Linked DNA regions of Sus scrofa: region 2 is linked to region 1. A link is a contact called in public Hi-C data. All regions are on one chromosome and are shown on one strand. The core of a region is the stretch at or near the end of the contact, and the rest is flanking DNA. Distances in the headings are between cores, read along the strand shown. Region 1 holds the start of SORT1 (sortilin). Region 2 overlaps SORT1 (sortilin).

Region 1 (4,513 bases), core at 963-3,462:
ACAAAACGTGCTGCTTTAAGGAGAGGTGAAGTTGTGTCTCTGAATCATGTGTACTATGTAGAGAAAAATACTAAGGAATTAAATAGCTCTTAGTTTCAGCTTACACTGTACTGGTGAAACATTTCATATCCTCTATAATCCCAACTATAGAATTATTAAAGGAATAGAATTATAGCATTCTTGAAAGAGATAGAACTTTGGTTTTCTGTAGAATCAGAAAATTTTCTACAAGGTCTTGTGTCCATTTAAGCAGAATGAGAAAATCTGCAAAAAGCAATAGTTTTGTGAAGTGTAACTGCTTTCTATTCATCTTTCTTCTATAGAATTTATCTTGGAGGAAAATATGGTTTTTAACAATAAGATAAATGTATATATTTTAGTTCTGTAAATTAAGTCTTAGGTGCAATATTTCACAAAGGAGATCTGATGATGCAACTTTTGTGTTTATTGCCTGTGTCATTTAGACAGAAGTGAAATACTAAAACAATTCATTCAAATATTTTCTCAGTACCATATGCCAGGTACCAGGTCCCTAGCAGCTGATACAGTTTGAGGAAGGAAATATATACTCTGTAAGCATATAATGATACCTAAAAGCAATGTATTAATAAGCAAAAGTACAGGTAATTCCAACAATTTGAGTTAGCGTTTACTTAGTCGTTTCTCCGAGAGATGGCACTGTTGAGTTGGCTTTTTTCTTTTCAGACAGACAATAGACATCTTTGTGTCACCCAAACAAAGAAATATTCCTGTACAGCCCCTAGTCTCCCCCCAGCTAATCACATGCTACTGGAACTGACTGTCTTGTGATCTACTCCACAGTTGGCACAGATTAAAAAATAGTGCTGTATTAAAAAATTATCTGACACATTGTAGTTAATGGAAAGGAACAAATTGTTCCCCAGTTTTCATGGAGCTTTGTCAGTTCAGTAGCTGAGAACTTGGAAGACTATTCTAGCAATTTTTACCATCCTGCTCAGATGCCATTTAAAAATACCTTTAACTTGTCACCTCTCGCTATGGTTGTTCTGACAAAATGTAAATTTATAAATGTAAAAAATGTAAGTCGTTGCAAATTAACACAACCAGAAGGATTTTAATGTAAGCCTTGGGTTGGGTGCCCTGCACCATTCATTTTGCTCTACAATGAATATATTCTCATTTGGATTTACCTCCAGTTTATAATTAAAAGTAGTTGTTAGCTGCTTTATTTAGGTGTAACATTTTGTATACTTCATATCTTCCTACTTATTACCTTTTCTACTGAGCAACTTCTAGCATTCCAAAGAGTCAATAAGGAGGATATCTAAAACTGGTTTTACTTCCACTGTGTGTTCCAGAATAATGTGCCTCTCCTTCCTGCGATAAACGGAACAGTGTAGGGGTTTTGTTTTATTTACTGGAGACAGGATGCTAATTTAAGGGACATCATATACCGAACACCAAACTTGTGCAATGCACTCACTGCAGGGTTAAAACACTTTGGTAAAGACAGATACGCATCTATACAATGATCATCTCTCAATTAGGCACTGGGCAATTCTGTCCCCCTTTTACCTGTCCCTTATGTCTAAGCTACTTTCTAACTCCAGGAAAACCAATAGGCAGTTCCTCCTTTGGTTAACTCCCTGCAGAAGAGGAAGATGAGTGAGGAGAGAATTTTCTTCGGGCTCGCATGAGTCACGGATGTCCTAATGTCTATCTGCCTCCGCGAGATTTAGCCCACACAGCTCTCACTCACTGTAGACAAATGGGGCACTCCAACCCTGCAAGGGTTAAAAGCCAGACGCACCGGTTAATGACAGAGCCCCCATTTCCAGCTAAGCGAGCTCAGGGATTCCCTGAGGAGATTTTCCAGGCGCTGCAGCAACCCAAGGAATTTTAAGGGTGTCTCTGGGGAAGAAGGGACCAATTCAGCCCCAACTTGAGGGTGCCAGAGGGAGGAGCTAGGGGTCGGGGCCCCACGGAGTTGGGGGCTTCTCGAGAAGGAGGGAAGCTCCCCATGCTAACTCTGGAAGCCCGGCCTGGGAGACGCCGGGCGATGGGGGGATGACCTCAGCGGTCTCTGCCACGTTCCAGCCAATCAGCCCCGCATCTTGGCATCCGAATCCAGGACCCCCTAAGCAGGAGGCGCCGCGAGCCAATCAGCAGTGGACCGGGGAAGAAAGACAGGCGGCCAGCCTATGGGCGGAGAGGTCTGGCTTGGCGTATCCAGGGAGCGCCGGCTCCAGCAAGGGGGGGGAAGGTGGGCGGCGCCGGCGGGGGTGGGCGGGCGCGCCGGGCGGCAGGTGTCGACGGCGTCGGCATTCGGCGGCGATGGAGCGGCCCCGGGGAGCTGCGCAGGGCCTCTCGCGCTGGCCCCACGGCCTCGGCCTCCTTCTCCTCCTCCTCCTCCAGCTGCTGCCGCCGGCAAGCCTCGGCCAGGACCGGCTGGACGCGCCGCCGCCGCCCGCTGCGCCGCTGTCGCGCTGGTCCGGCCCCGTCGGGGTGAGCTGGGGGCTGCGCGCGGCCGCGCCTGGGGGCCCGGTTCCCCGCGGCGGCCGTTGGCGCCGCAGCGCGCTCGATGAGGACGAGGACTGCGGCGGGGTCCGGGACTTCGTCGCCAGGCTGGCCAACAACACACACCAGGTGAGCGGGCGCCGGGCCGGGGCACCGCCCGGACTGTGAGGTGCTGCCCCCGGGCCCCTGGCGGCCGCCCGCCCCGCCAGCGCAGCCCGGCCCTCTGTCTTGTCCGTGCGCCTCGCGTCCCCGCGGAGGAGACCCCGGCTGCTCGCCAGCCCCGCTGGCCCGCGCTCCCCCGGCCGCAGCCCCGAAACTGCGGCTGGCCGGCGGGCGGGCCGAGTTGGGCCCGGGGAGCTGCCCTCAGATGCCGCGGCCGAGCATGTTTCGTCACAGGGGAGGCAGGCTTTGACTTTCACGGGATTCTTTTTTTTTTTAATTTTTTTTTTACTTTTATTTTTCTGTTTAATTGTCAAAATCTCTCGAGCGTCGTTGTTTTCCGTCTGTATAAATAATTAGGATCCAGTAACGCTATACCCCACCAGGAAGCTGGAGGAGTAATTACCTCTTAAGTGCTTGGAGAAGTTGGGCTACGCAGAAGCAAAGGTGTGTCTTCGCCGGGTCAGTACTTTCTGGGTGGGTAGGCGGGTGTTCAGTAATCCCAGAGCAGTTATTAGATTACTGTGTGTTTTAACGGCTAAAGGAACAAGCTTGGCAGTGGGGTTGATAGTACGTATATGATCTCTCTTACGCCTTCGATTTGACCTTCTGTCATGGCATTGGACTGTATCCCATTGTAACAAGATTTCCAACACTTAACACGTTGCAGATATTCTGCTTTGAGTTAGGTCCTCGTCGAAAACTTTAAAAATTATGGCAGTTCTGTCTCTGGGGATAAGCAGCTCAACCTTTGCATAGTACTACTGGTTGACAAAGCCAGTTGTTGGCTATGTCCTGGCTCCTTGCACCTTGGGCGTCTTCCTCATTTTTTTTTTTTTTCTTCCTAGAACTAGCGATTTAATTGCTACCCACATTTGCGTAATATATTTACAATTGAATATATTTTCTCTCTTCTATCCATCCCTCCTTCCTTCCTCTTTCAAGGAGAGTTGCACATGGGGACAGAAGTGAGTGGTTAACTGCACTTGTCCTTTTAGAACCACATGCTGTAATAGCCAAATCCCCCCTTGAACTGTCTTTCTCCCTCTGCCTGGATTATACTTATTACCTGTGCAGAATTCTCTGGTCTGGGGACCCAGGGCAGTTGCAGTCAAAGCACAAGCTGTCAGGGATAACTCTTGCTAAATGCAGTCCAAGCAGCAGCTGCATAAAAGTGGCCAAGCTAGTGCTGACGTGTGGGACAGTTTGGGTGCACACAGAGTGGAATGAGAACTGAGAAGTCTTCCTGTTTGACAATAAAAAAAAACTTACAGACTTCCATCTCAGTGGGGAGTTGAGAAAGGCTTTATAACACTAGCGCCTCATTTATAATGAGACCATTTCCTTCCTTGAGCCAGCTGGACACAGCATTCCTACTCCACATTTCAGATTCTTCTCTTGCTAGCTGACCTACCTTTAGGACCTGCTGCTACTCCTGGATTTATTCCTTTAGTCAGAGTCTTCCCTGTTTGGTTTGAATTGATATGTCATTTGTAATGCATTAATTTCTAGAAGTTGAAAAAAAAATGGCTCAAGTAGGTTCTTAGAACAAATCCACTCAAGAGCAGATCTGAATGAAACCTCATTCTTTGAAGTCCATATGTTAAAAAAAAAAAAAGTCTTCCCTCTTTTTCTTTCATTTTATTTAGCTGCTGTTTCCAGTGATTTTTTTTAAACTTATTTTTTTAGCCTTCTTTCAGTGACCTCATTTAAAAGAATTGCTTTTGCATTTCTTAATCATCCATGGTTTCCTCAGAGATTCCATCTTTTTTGTAGCATGTATATGTGGAAAAAGTGAAGCCACTATCAACAGTCTTCATCTTAGAAATGGTTGAATAAAGCAGTTCTTAGTGGT
Region 2 (4,623 bases), core at 181-2,680, 41 kb after region 1:
CAACCAGTCTCTCCTTTTGGGAATGCTACTTGGCTTGGCTTCTCTGTTGTCTTTCCTAACCACTGCATCTTGGTCTCTTAAACTTTTTCAACCTCCCCTTAAATCCCTATTATTCATTTTACTCTGAGCAGCCCCTTCCACACTTGCCATTTCACTAGCGCTTGAACACATAAGATTCTCAAGCCCCTGTTCCTGGTCCAGGCTTCTCCCCAGGGCTGCAGATTCCTCTCTTAGTTAAGCCCCATGGTATCTCTAGCCGATGGCTCACAGGTCCCTCAAGCTCAGGCTGCTGCTGACTTCTTCTTTGCGCTTTCTCACACTTGTTCCTCCCTTCATCCTTGTGCTGCTTATCCCTCAGCCAGGACCCCAGAGTGTTCAGCTCGCCCTCTCTCTCTCACTCCCCCACATCCTCTCCCTCTCCCCTGCACTCCCACTCACATTCCCACCCTGCCCTAGAGGAAAAGCTCTCCAGTTTTACCAATCTAGTGTCTAAGTTCTTCCTGAGCCTATTCCTCGCAGCCGTGGTTTCAGGCCTCACTAACTCTTAATGAATGAACGTGTCAGTTTGTCACAGCTTTTCCTGCTTCTGGTTTGAGCCCTCTGAAATCCATCTTTCCCATTTTCATCCAAGTATTCCTCTTAAAGAAGGAAAACTGATTGTGTCATTTACCTGCTTCAAGGCCCTCATGTAAAATAAAGAGCAGATTCCTCCGCCGGCCTTGAAGGAGGGCTCTCCCTGAGCAGCCCCACCGGCTCCCGCTTCGTCCCCTCCTTCCTCCACCTCGGAGTCTGTGCTCCTCTGCGTCCCAAGGCGCTGGCTCCCTGCACACTCTGGGACGTGTTCACCACCTCTCTGCCTTTGCTTGTATGGTCTCTCTTTGTGCAATGACATTTCATCTCCCATTTGCCGTCTTTTGGCTACACTGCTCATCATCTAAGACCCAGTTCAGCTGTCTTCTTCCCAAACCATCTGAGTCAACTCAGAGTCCCTCCTTTCCCTAACCTGACCCCAGAGACCGTGCTTCCATCACACTTACCACATGCATCAGCCTTTCTTATCTGCACCCTTGTTAAACTATGAGCTCCGTGAGAGCAGGAAGTGTGTCCTTTGTATCCCCTGTGTAATGTCTGGTATGGTGCCCAGCACATAGTAGGTACTTTATAAGACTTGTTATTCTGAACTTCCAAGACCCTGAAGGGGCCACCGTGTGTGTGTGTGTGTGTGTGTGTGTGTGGCTTAAACAGCTTGGATGGAACTTCAGTGTGTGTTTTTACTGTCCTGAATGATTGGATATGAATCATTAAAGATCATACAAGCAGCTGCACAGCTTAAGCTGGAATTTTGATAAGTCATTTATAATCTTTCAGAATGGCCTGTGGGTGTCCAAGAATTTTGGGGGAAAATGGGAAGAAATCCACAAAGCAGTATGTTTGGCCAAATGGTGAGTAACAGAAGATTCCATCTGCGTAGAGCCCCAAACCTTTCCTGACAGTGCTGCCAGAAGTCACATGAATAAATATTAAGCACTTACTGGGTGCCAGGTACCCTTCAGGGTGCCATAAGGGCTACGAGAGCGGGGTAGGACACAAACCTTGACCTGGACAAGCTTCTCATTTTGTTGGAACGAAGGCCTTGTATCACTGAGTGTTAGAAGATAAAGTCTAAGACTAGGGCCAGTACTGAGTAACTGTTGTCTGCAAAAGGTTTATTCTCTGTAAATGGTGACTTCAGTTGCAATAACATAAAATACAGCTTGATTTGGAGCCTTATAAACTTCTGCGCACCCAGATAGACACCCCCTCATCTAGCGATCCTTTCAGTGATGTGCAGTGTAGTGAGGACTCAGGAGGAAAGCTCAAAGTGCTGGCAGACTGCCAGAGTCCCAGTGTTGCTGCTGCAAACCCATTCACTTCTCTTGGTGCCTCCCACCCCCACCCACATCGGCTTAAAGACAGCACAGTGGAGGAGGCTCTTATTGGGAGTCCAGTCACCTTTATGCTCTCCTGGGTCTGCTGCTGTGCTAGTCGGTGGCTTAACCTCTCTGGGCTTTAGTTTGTTCCTTCTATGAAAAGAGATTTGTTTGGCAAGTTTGGGGCATGGTTGAGCAAGAATGAAGACCTTTCATACCTCAAAATTCTGATCAGGCTCAGACCCTTGTTTAGAGCCTCTTCTTTCTCTTTGACTGATTTCAACCAATTTCTTGATCTGGTTTCCTGTTGATAGCAGGTCACTGCCAGAGGTGGGCATGTGTGTTGGAACAATAAGCATGGGTCAGCTTGAGAGTCTGCTGCCTGGGGGCCGCAGGGAGGCGGAGAACTCCAAGAGCAGGCAGAGACAGAGGAGGCAGCAGGATGAGGGGACTTAGTGCTGCGTCAGGAGAGCACACGGAACTGCTCGTGGGAACACTGTCTTGCAGTTTCACACAGCTGATGTTCCCCGCAGGAATCCATAATCCCAAGAAGAGTCGATAGTTGATGTCCTCTACTTAGGGAGGTAGGGAGTGTGCAGTATAAAAACTGCCAAATGTGTCTACCAAAATTAACTCCATGGTAACAAATGGTGCTTAAGTAAAGTGGCATTTTCTAGAATATGCTGGTTAAATGAGGTTTTTACAGCACCACATTGGTACACATGCCATATCTGCTTTTGTTTTGTGAATTTTAATTAATTGTATTTTTATCTTATATGGTGTTAACAGGAAGGAATTTATAAAGCAACTCAGTTAACAAATTGTTTCACTCCTGATGGATCTAAAATATGTAGGATGGGTTCAAATAAGAGCATAATAATTTTGACCATTAAAACTCACCTTTACATACGTATATCAAATACCACGGTGTACACTTTAAATATCTTATAATTTTAGTTATACCTCAATAAAGCTAAAAGAAATAAATAGAAAACTCATCTTTAAAACTGAAACATTTTTGAATGGTATTTTATTTTCTGTCCTGTACAGGATTTTTTACTTGTGTAACTTGTTTCTTTGAATAGTGTCGAAAACATAAGATAACTGGGCTGCTGCTAACTGTTTACTCACAGTTTAGATCTTTGGTTTCTTGGAATTTTACAATCTAAGGTTCTGAAGGCACATGCTCTGACTCAGCATCGGTTTTTTTGAGGTATAGTTGATTTACAATAGTGTATTAGTTTCAGGTGTATAACATAGTGATTCAAAATTTTTGTAGATTATACTCCATTTACAGTTATTCTAAAGTATCGGTTATGTTTCCTGTGCTGTACAAGATATCCTGGTCGCTTCCTTATTGTATACATAGTAGCTGTGCCTCTTAATCATCTACCTTTTTCTCGCCCCTCCCCTCCCCCTCTCCCCATTGGTAACCACTAGTTTGTTCTCTACATCTGATCTATAAGCACCATCAGAATCTGAATCTAGTTCCCTACAAACTCCCTTTCCAAGTTAGAATATTAATAATTCAGCCTCTGACATTGTTGTCCACTTGAGATAAAAGAACTAAATTATTTAGTTCATGCACAGCATTGAACTAGGTTCTAAGGGGCAACAGCAAAGCGTCCAACTTAGAACATGTCCTGAAGAACTCAGTGTCGTAGGAGAGATAAGCATGCAATTAAAATAGCCAGACAGGAGACAAAGGAGTGCCAAGTAGCTGACACAGAGCAGCATGGGCTCTGGAACAGGGTTTTTCAACCTCAGGGCAAAGGACGTTTGGACTGGACAATTCTTTGTCGTGACGGCTGGCTGCAGGGTGTTGAGCAGCATCGTTGGCCTTTCCCACCCTGCTAGTCATACAACCCCTTCCCCAGTTGTGACAACCAGAACTATTCCTTAGGGAGTAAGGTCATCCCTGGTCAAGAACCACTGTTCTAGAAGTTTGCAGCTCCAGTCAGAGTGGCAGAGATGGCTTCATGGAAGAGCTAGATCATGATCTAGAGGCTGAGGATTGTGAGGGTGAGATTTGGCTACATGAGAGAAAAGCGTCCTAAGAAGGAAGACAGTACCAACAAATGCAAGAGGCAGGGTTGAGCAGCAGGCAGAGTTCAGGTAAAGAAGTAGCAGACTGTGGAAAATACCTGGGACCAGGTTTTGGGGACCTTGCCCACAAGGCTGTGAAAGAATTGAGTGGACAGCGTCTGAGAAGGCCAGTACCATGGGTGACGCCTCTTAGGCTGGCTTGAGCTAAGTGACTACGGTTGACCGTCTGCTGGCAGTCTTGAACCATGTCCTTCCCCTGTCTTTGCCTCATTATAGGGGATCAGACAGCACCATCTTCTTCACCACCTATGTGAACGGCTCCTGCAGTAAGTATATTTAGTCCCAGAAGAGCGTGTCCTGGTGTCCATTCATGATAGAATATTCTGGTAAGAGGTAGAAGCATCAAAGATCTTCCCATCCCTCATAATTTTGACACCTAAGGAGAGTTGTTAATGATTTTTAAAATATTGAAAGAACAACAAAATACTATGCTGTGCCTAGATCAAAGAAAAAATACAAGCCGTACACGGAGATAGTGTACTTAATTTTAGCAGTGTATTTACATAAAGTAAGTATTAGGCTACAAGCAATAAGAAATTGAAATGCAGAGTGATTTCTGCCAAAGAACATGGATTGTGTTTGTGTTGGTGGAAGCCATTGGCTTTCC

What was found. Hi-C and Micro-C count contacts between places; a contact is called where the count stands out from the background.
Region 2: a contact with region 1 is called in a Hi-C map of fetal liver, with 1.4 times the contacts expected there. The contact joins the enhancer-like site here to the promoter of SORT1 in region 1. A contact is called at or near these places in 7 of 47 Hi-C or Micro-C datasets (adipocytes, embryonic fibroblasts, epiblast stem cells and 3 more) and 1 of 2 datasets of contacts at active chromatin or transcription factors (alveolar macrophages).

The regions. Positions count from the first base shown.
Region 1 is chr4:110,718,898-110,723,410 of Sscrofa11.1, forward strand. SORT1 (sortilin) reads left to right here and starts at 2,213. Exons shown (of 20, transcript XM_013997288.2): 1 at 2,213-2,628. The coding sequence starts at 2,317.
Region 2 is chr4:110,760,736-110,765,358 of Sscrofa11.1, forward strand. SORT1 (sortilin) reads left to right here. Exons shown (of 20, transcript XM_013997288.2): 6 at 1,369-1,442; 7 at 4,233-4,282. Among named protein-coding and RNA genes, the nearest start is that of MYBPHL, 30 kb to the right of the region's middle. Within about 2 kb of position 1,431, at least 4 of the 83 cell types and tissues checked have an H3K27ac peak or open chromatin away from gene starts, as enhancers often do. A contact at or near this core is called in fetal liver, where this site is marked.